Linked DNA regions of Mus musculus: region 1 is linked to region 2. Evidence: chromatin contacts called from public ChIA-PET data. All regions are on one chromosome and are shown on one strand. The core of a region is the stretch at or near the end of the contact, and the rest is flanking DNA. Distances in the headings are between cores, read along the strand shown. Region 1 overlaps Pdzd2 (PDZ domain containing 2). Region 2 holds the start of Mtmr12 (myotubularin related protein 12).

Evidence for each region. ChIA-PET counts read pairs in DNA pulled down with a chosen protein or histone mark.
Region 1: an RNA polymerase II ChIA-PET map of effector CD8 T cells shows a contact between it and region 2, with 8 read pairs. The contact joins the enhancer-like site here to the promoter of Mtmr12 in region 2. A contact is called at or near these places in 1 of 39 promoter capture datasets (liver), 1 of 484 Hi-C or Micro-C datasets (the Ba/F3 cell line) and 3 of 115 datasets of contacts at active chromatin or transcription factors (effector CD8 T cells, embryonic stem cells and memory CD8 T cells).

Annotation. Positions count from the first base shown.
Region 1 is chr15:12,499,571-12,502,870 of GRCm38.p6, forward strand. The region is part of intron 3 of Pdzd2 (PDZ domain containing 2); the gene reads right to left. Among named protein-coding and RNA genes, the nearest start is that of Gm52211, 9.3 kb to the left of the region's middle. Within about 2 kb of position 1,346, at least 51 of the 459 cell types and tissues checked have an H3K27ac peak or open chromatin away from gene starts, as enhancers often do. A contact at or near this core is called in the Ba/F3 cell line, effector CD8 T cells and memory CD8 T cells, where this site is marked.
Region 2 is chr15:12,203,462-12,206,906 of GRCm38.p6, forward strand. Mtmr12 (myotubularin related protein 12) reads left to right here and starts at 1,567. Exons shown (of 16, transcript NM_172958.4): 1 at 1,567-1,818. The coding sequence starts at 1,738.

The sequences.
Region 1 (3,300 bases), core at 96-2,595, 300 kb after region 2:
CCCTCTGGACCCTGCATGCTCCTAATGTCTAATAAGGAAATGAGAAAATAGAACAAAACACATCGTCTGCTTTATAAAAATTAATTTTAGTGTGTGTGTGCGCACACGCGCTGGTAAGCACACGTGGGAGGCTGTGTAATGTGTACCTGGCCATGCACACACCATGGAGCGTTTATTCAGGCAGAGGACAGCTTTGTGGATTCAGTTTTCTCCTTTCACCTTTACATGGGTTCCCAGGATTGAACTCAGGTCAACAGGTTTAGTGGCCAGCGCTTCCAGTCGCCGAGCACTGAGCCATCTCACAGGCTTCGCTTTGCTGTCATTTTCAATTTCCTTCTTAAGGGCTCTTTCTTGTTTTTCTAATGATCTTAATCTAGTTTTTCTAAAAATAGATTCTATAAAATATCATTTGAGTGAGATGCTCTATGCAAGGAAGACTCCAAAAAAATACGTTTAGAGAGTGCTGTTAACTGGCTCTTCCATAATCTGCTGTGTCCAAACCCCCTTTTATGGAGTCCCCACCCCTGCTTATTTGTACTGCATTTATTAATATTCCTGGAACAAGCACTTTGAGAACGGAATATGTTCTCCCATACCCTCCTCTGTTGTTTGACTTCTTCCTTTAGCATGGGGTACTTGGTTTAAACGCCCAACTATACACAAAAAAGCCCCATCCCACCCTGCTAGTCCCCATCCCTCAGGCGTACCTCAGGCTCAGCTTCCCCCGCCCCCAGCCCCCATCCTTAGTCTCCTCTCTTCATCCAAGGAGCTGGCAGAGTGAACACGGGAGAAGGTGGCAAGGGTCACACTAGGCACAGAGATGGCAAGTGAACAAGAAATACATGGTGACCCGTGATCCTGGGTCCTCAACAAGGACAACTGTCCTCAGGGCTATTTGTCATCTTTCAGGTGGTTTCTCAGACTCAAGGCCCAGTCACGAAGATAGGCATGCTTCCTTCAGACATGGCTGAACAGGACTCATCTCTTGGGGTAGAAACAAGTCTAACTTCTGAAGAGTAGATAGTCCTTAGGCCCTAATCCACCCAACCCTGTCCCAACAAAGATACACCTGGTATTCTACCTGGGCTCCTAAGTGAAGCATGTGGAGGTGGGGTAGAGGGCTGACACACCACATGGTTAGTGGTAGGCAGCAGAAAGGGACAACATCACTGGAAACTTGGGCAGAGCCCGTATTTAACAAAGGTCCCTCTCCCATGTGACTCTGCTGCACACCTTGTTTCCCTGCTGCACCGTTGTTTCTCTGTGTGGTAAATATGTGAGAAACCTCTGTGAATTAAAACAGGAACTTGTTTCTGTGGCTACTCAGCCCTTCCCTCTCTGCGCCCTCTGCTATTGTCTTCCACACGCCCAACAGAGGCAGCAGAAGCCACATGCAGCCTGCAGTTTTCCTGATCTCATGCTAATTCAGCTTTCTGAGTTTACCACAGCTTCATTATGATCAAAAGGTATCAGAGTGTTTCTTCCTCAAGTGGAGAAGGGTGGAGGAAGCTCTTGGAAGAAATCTCTCGAAAGCCACTACCACTCAGTGACTTGTTTGAGCTCAAAGCTCTACTTTCCAGGTACTTATCGCCTTTACCAGGAAGAATCCCCTAGCATCACAGATGCGTCTCTGGTTGTGGGAACTTGACTCACAAACCTGCAGCCTTCTGATGCTGCTGAGGAAGTTGGGTCGTGTACGTAAACCTCTTTCCCGGGGCCTCCAAACAATCAGGTTTTTGTTTCTCCCCCTTCCTTCCCACAAGAAGAATTGCTAGAAAGAAATGGAGGCGATTTCTCATGGGAATGAGTCGAGAGTGACTTCCAGGTCTTAAACCTTATCTAAAGTAGCTAGAAAACAAAGGGCCGAGTAGTGTGCCTGCTGCCCAGAAACAATACAAATTCAGGCAATTAAAGGCTGCCAAGACCTGAACCTGCTGGTATTCCTAATCCTTGGGAGAAGGGTGGGCACTAGGATCAGGCCACTCTGGTTTGTAATCAACTAAGAAAGTGGGTACCCAGGTATGGTGGGGCACCACTGCAATGCCAGCCATTCTTGAAGCTGACCCCGAAGGACCAGGCTCAGTAGCAGCCTGGGCAAGACCATGAATGCAAGGCCAGCGGAAGCTACATAGCAACACTGTCTCAAAAAGCAACAAAATACCAACCAAAGAAATATGTGGGCCTTCAGCAGTTATCAGCGCTGGAGGCATTCATTGCAAATGTAATAGGAGGCAAATAACTCTGGGGGGGGGGCGGGCTTGTTTGGGAAGGAGCAGTCAGAAGCGTTAAGGAACGTAGGAGGGGTCAGCAGCGTTAAGGAAGGGCATTTATTAAAAATATGCACTTGATGCTTTATTTTACCTTGACTGTAACTTCTCTAGAAAAAAAAAGTGAGCTTTACCAAATGACTACAAGGAATTGTAGGAACCTCTGCTTATTAGTAACTATGAAGCCTTCTGAGACAGAGGACAGTGTATTTGCCAAGCCTGGCTTCAGTACTGTAATAACATGGTCGTGGTCACAGGGTGTGCACTGATCAAGTGACGCTATAGTGGTGCGGACTGTCCACATCTCAGTCTCCTCTCTGCCATTCCAGAGTGTGGACATCACTAGCCAGACTACACATGGCTCTCCTGGCTCCAGAAGTTCCCGGCTTAATTGAAAGCGACAACAGGGAAAGAAACGGAACTTTGAGTGCGTAGCAGTGTTAAAGGACTCAGAAGTCAGTGTTGAGCAGTTCCCAGAGGGGCTGCCAGCTCTAATCAGGCCACTGGGTACTTGACGAGGGCGGAACAGAATCACACATCACCCGGGATTTCCCCGGAAGAGAGACATGAAACACTCGCCCAGAGTTGCACAGAGAGGCATCTAATCACCTCCTGGGTCAGTCCATCATCAATAGCTGGGCTGGAAGAGAGCTGCGTCTTCCTTCTCAGGAGAAAAATGAACCAGGTCCTGTTTCCTCTTTTACTGATGAAGGCAAAGAGGAAAAAAAGGTGTAAAGAATAAAGTGGCTGTAAAATTAAGAACAGAAGCCCCAGCTGGCAGAGTTTGCTTCTACTTAACAAGCTGGGGGTGAAACGGTACCTCAGTGGCTAGGAGCACCTGTCGCTCTCGTAGAGGACCTGGGTTTGATTCCCAATACTGGACAGTTCACAATTACTTTTAAGGCCAGTTCCGGGGCCTCTGAGGGCGCCGGCACACACACGTGGTGAGCATGCATACATACATGTAGGCATTTACGCATCCACCACCTCTAAGTACCAGAGAAGCATGGGTGTCATTGTACACGCCAGCTGT
Region 2 (3,445 bases), core at 317-2,816:
GTAGTTGCCGGGACTTGAACTCAGGACCTCTGGAAGAGCCATCAATGCTCTTAACCACTGAGCCAACTCTCCAGCCCAGAATGGTGACACATTCTTGCTGAGTTCTCTCAATGGGGGAGGGTTAGCCAGAACCCTCTGATCTCATAAGGGCATTCCTTCAAGGCTCAATAATCTCCAAGTCCACTTCTTCCTCACAGTATCACATGGGGGAGGGGGACGGACACAATCAGAAGAGGGTGGCAAACCAGCTGGTTTTTTGGTATTTAAAACGTTTCTTTTGTTGGCTCCCATTCCTGGGAAGTGTACAGACCCAGAGACAGTGTCAAGTTTTCAGAGTCGTATTACAACAGGGCTTGACCTTCAGCAGATGTTAAAGATCAGGGTGATCTAGTAACACTTAACGTTAGCTTGACGGCCGGCAGAAAGGGACATTTGCTTGGTGAATTTCTATCAAAAGCCAGCATTTCTGTTTATGGGTTGGGTCAGATCCTGGAAACAAAAGCAACAGAATCTGTCTGGCATATCGGAATCAGAGAGGTCACCTCTCCTTCCTGGGAACCAACGTGGAAAAGCACAGTTAATTGCTAGGTTTTGAGAGGAAGGTCTTATTTGTGATCTAGGTTGCCTGGGGACTTCCTAAGTAGTCCGAGCTGGCCACAAATTCACTATCTTTCTGTCTGGCCTTCCAGGTGCTGGAATAGCAGGTGTGCACTAACCACCCTTCCGTGTCACTTGTAGTACTTAGTTGGGAATTTTAAAAGAAATACAAGGGGGTGGTGCAGTTGGTCAGACTAAGGCATAGCAAGGTGCCTGACACTTGAAAAATTAACTGCAAATGTTTATTGGCTTTTCACAGTAGATGGAACAACTTCGGGTGAGCTGCATCGTATCTTATTCTTCTAACACAATGCTCCACAGGGAGAATTCAATTTGGTCTTGCTCACGCGAGGCAAGTGCCCCAAAGGTGGAATTCAAATGAATAGAAATGAATAGTGTGTGTGTGTGTGTGTGTGTGTGTGTGTGTGTTTTATTTGCTATCTTGGCTTAATATGAGAGGTTTGTCGATAACTTGGGAGAGCAGATAAGTCTTAAGGGCTTTTGATATCTTACCAGTTAGAAACCAAGCGACAAACAAAAGAAGTTTGAAGTTGAACACAACATTTTACGTCACTTTAGTCAGTTCCTATCCGCTCTGTCTCTCTTCATTCGTCTAAAGTCTGAACGTCGTCGGTGTGGTTTTGAAGCTTCTGCGGAGGCATTCTGTTCAGCAAGCTGAATTTCAAAGCTGCTGGCCAGTAAAAGAAGCAAAATGGGTAGAACGACTTGCCCGCAACAACTTAGCGACGGCAGGACCATTGGGCAAATGGCGACATTCTCGCTAGCCAATCGTGGGGAAGCCCGGAGAGAACGCTCTCCGCATTGGCTAGAGCAAATACCTCGGCCAACAAGGGGTGGGCGTGGCCAGTCCCATGCTGTGGGCGGGACCTCAGCCGGAGCAGAGCGAGCGGCGGTGGGCGTGTCCCACGGTCGCTAGGCGGGGCGCGTGGCCTGGGCGGAGCGAACGGTGTCAGCGGCGGAGCCGGATGCGGGCGGTACTGCTGCCGCCGCCGCGGCCCTAGGGATGGGCGGAGCCCCGGCCGCTGGTGCTGGTGGCCGCCGCCGCTGCCGGAACCTGAGCCGGAGCCGCCGCCTCTGCTGTCGCCGCGCTTCGGCTTCGTTGCTTCGCAAGGCGGCGGGATGCTGGGGAAAGGGGGAGTCGGCGGTGGCGGCGGCACCAAGGCGCCCAAGCCCTCCTTCGTGTCGTACGTACGCCCTGAGGTGAGAGTGCGCCGGGCGAGCGCGGCGGCGGGTGGAGCGGCCGGGGCAGGGGCGCTTCCTGCCGGGGTGCCGGGCGGGGCGCTCTGGGGCCTCCCGGGCTGGCCGCGGCCCGGACCCCTGCGGCAGGCCGGGCAGGTGCTGGGGCAGGGCCCTGTCGCTCGCCACCGCGCCTGTGGGCGGGAGCCGGAGCCCGGGAGGTCCGGCGGCTCCGGCGCCCCAGGTATCCGGGAAGGGAAGAGAAAGCTTGCGTGGTCGGGAACCCGACGGGGTTCCCCCGGCAGCCCGCAGCCCGGTGTGTGTGCTCTGCCCGGGACTTTTCTCCGCGAGTCCTGAGAGTTCGTCTCTGTCGCGGGTGGTGCACTGCTTTGCGTCCGCGCTGCTGTATGTGGGTCGGCCTTGGCCTCTTTCGGTGTCTGCCCAGAGCATCCTCCTCCCGCTTCTTCCCATTTCATCTCCCCCCTTCCAAACTGCAATTCTAGTCGAGAAGTGCATTCACTCGGGAAATACTTTCTGCGCTCCTACTGTGTGCCAGGTACGATCCTGGAAAGCTTGTGCTAAGTATCAGTGAACAGAACAAAGATCGAGCTCCTTGGGAGCTTATGTAAAAAGAAACAAACAGTCAACGATATGCGATTATTAATTGTATAGTACTTAGAAGATGGTGGGGACAAGGAATCCTTTCATTCTTGCAAAGGTGGTATTTCAGTCAGGACGTTAGAGGACGTTAGGTCTAGGTAAGGAGTCCTGGACGGCCCCAGGGAAGGCTGCCAGTTCTGGAGTTCCGTGAATGAGGAGGACATTGAAGAGATCAGAACTAGAGCATGTTGAAGACTTCTGGAGCAGTCGTTCCTTACCTTTTAGTAGACTCCTTCTCATTTTCGATTTGTGAAAGTTGTGTGCGGTTTTTTTTTTCCCTGCTTTTGCAATTTTGTTTGTTTGTCTCTCGATTATGTAGCCTGGCTGTGCTGGAACTCACTATGTAGAGCAGTCTGGCCTCGAAGTCACAGAGCTCTGCTTGCCTCTGCCTCCCGAATGCTAGAACTCAAGGTAGTACGACCATGCCTAGCTTCTGCAATCTGTCTGTGTGCAGGTAGATGCTCTACCAAATTTACTGCCTCCAAATGTCTTCCCACTTCTCACTTGCTAAGGTGGAAAACAGGTGGGCCTGAAATGAGATATCAGAGACCTGGGGCCTGCAGCATTTGCATGTGTGTCTTGAAATCAAGGCATCTAGTGGAGAGTACTAAAATGGAACCTATTTTCAGTCGTAATTTTCAAATAAAAACCACTTCCTCTGTCAGAACTTGATATGGAGAGACAGGGTCACCTTACATTTCACCCTGTAGTCCATAGAGGTAATGTGGTCAGGTTCTCTTTGTCTTTCTTTGATAGCACCCTAGTTGAACGCTAACTGCCTTTGACCTTTAACCTTTAACCTTTCTCATTTAGTGAGAGTAAACTGCAAGTGAAGAGTCTTCTGAAGTCTGGCCAGAGTTCAAGAGTGCGCCAGTCCTTCATCTGACTGTGCAGTTTTTGCCATCAGCGCTGCTCTGTCTCCCTTGAGAGGCAGTAGGGAAAGTGGTAGCTCAGCTCACTGGACTCATGGCTTTGGGGTCTTCTTAGAGGG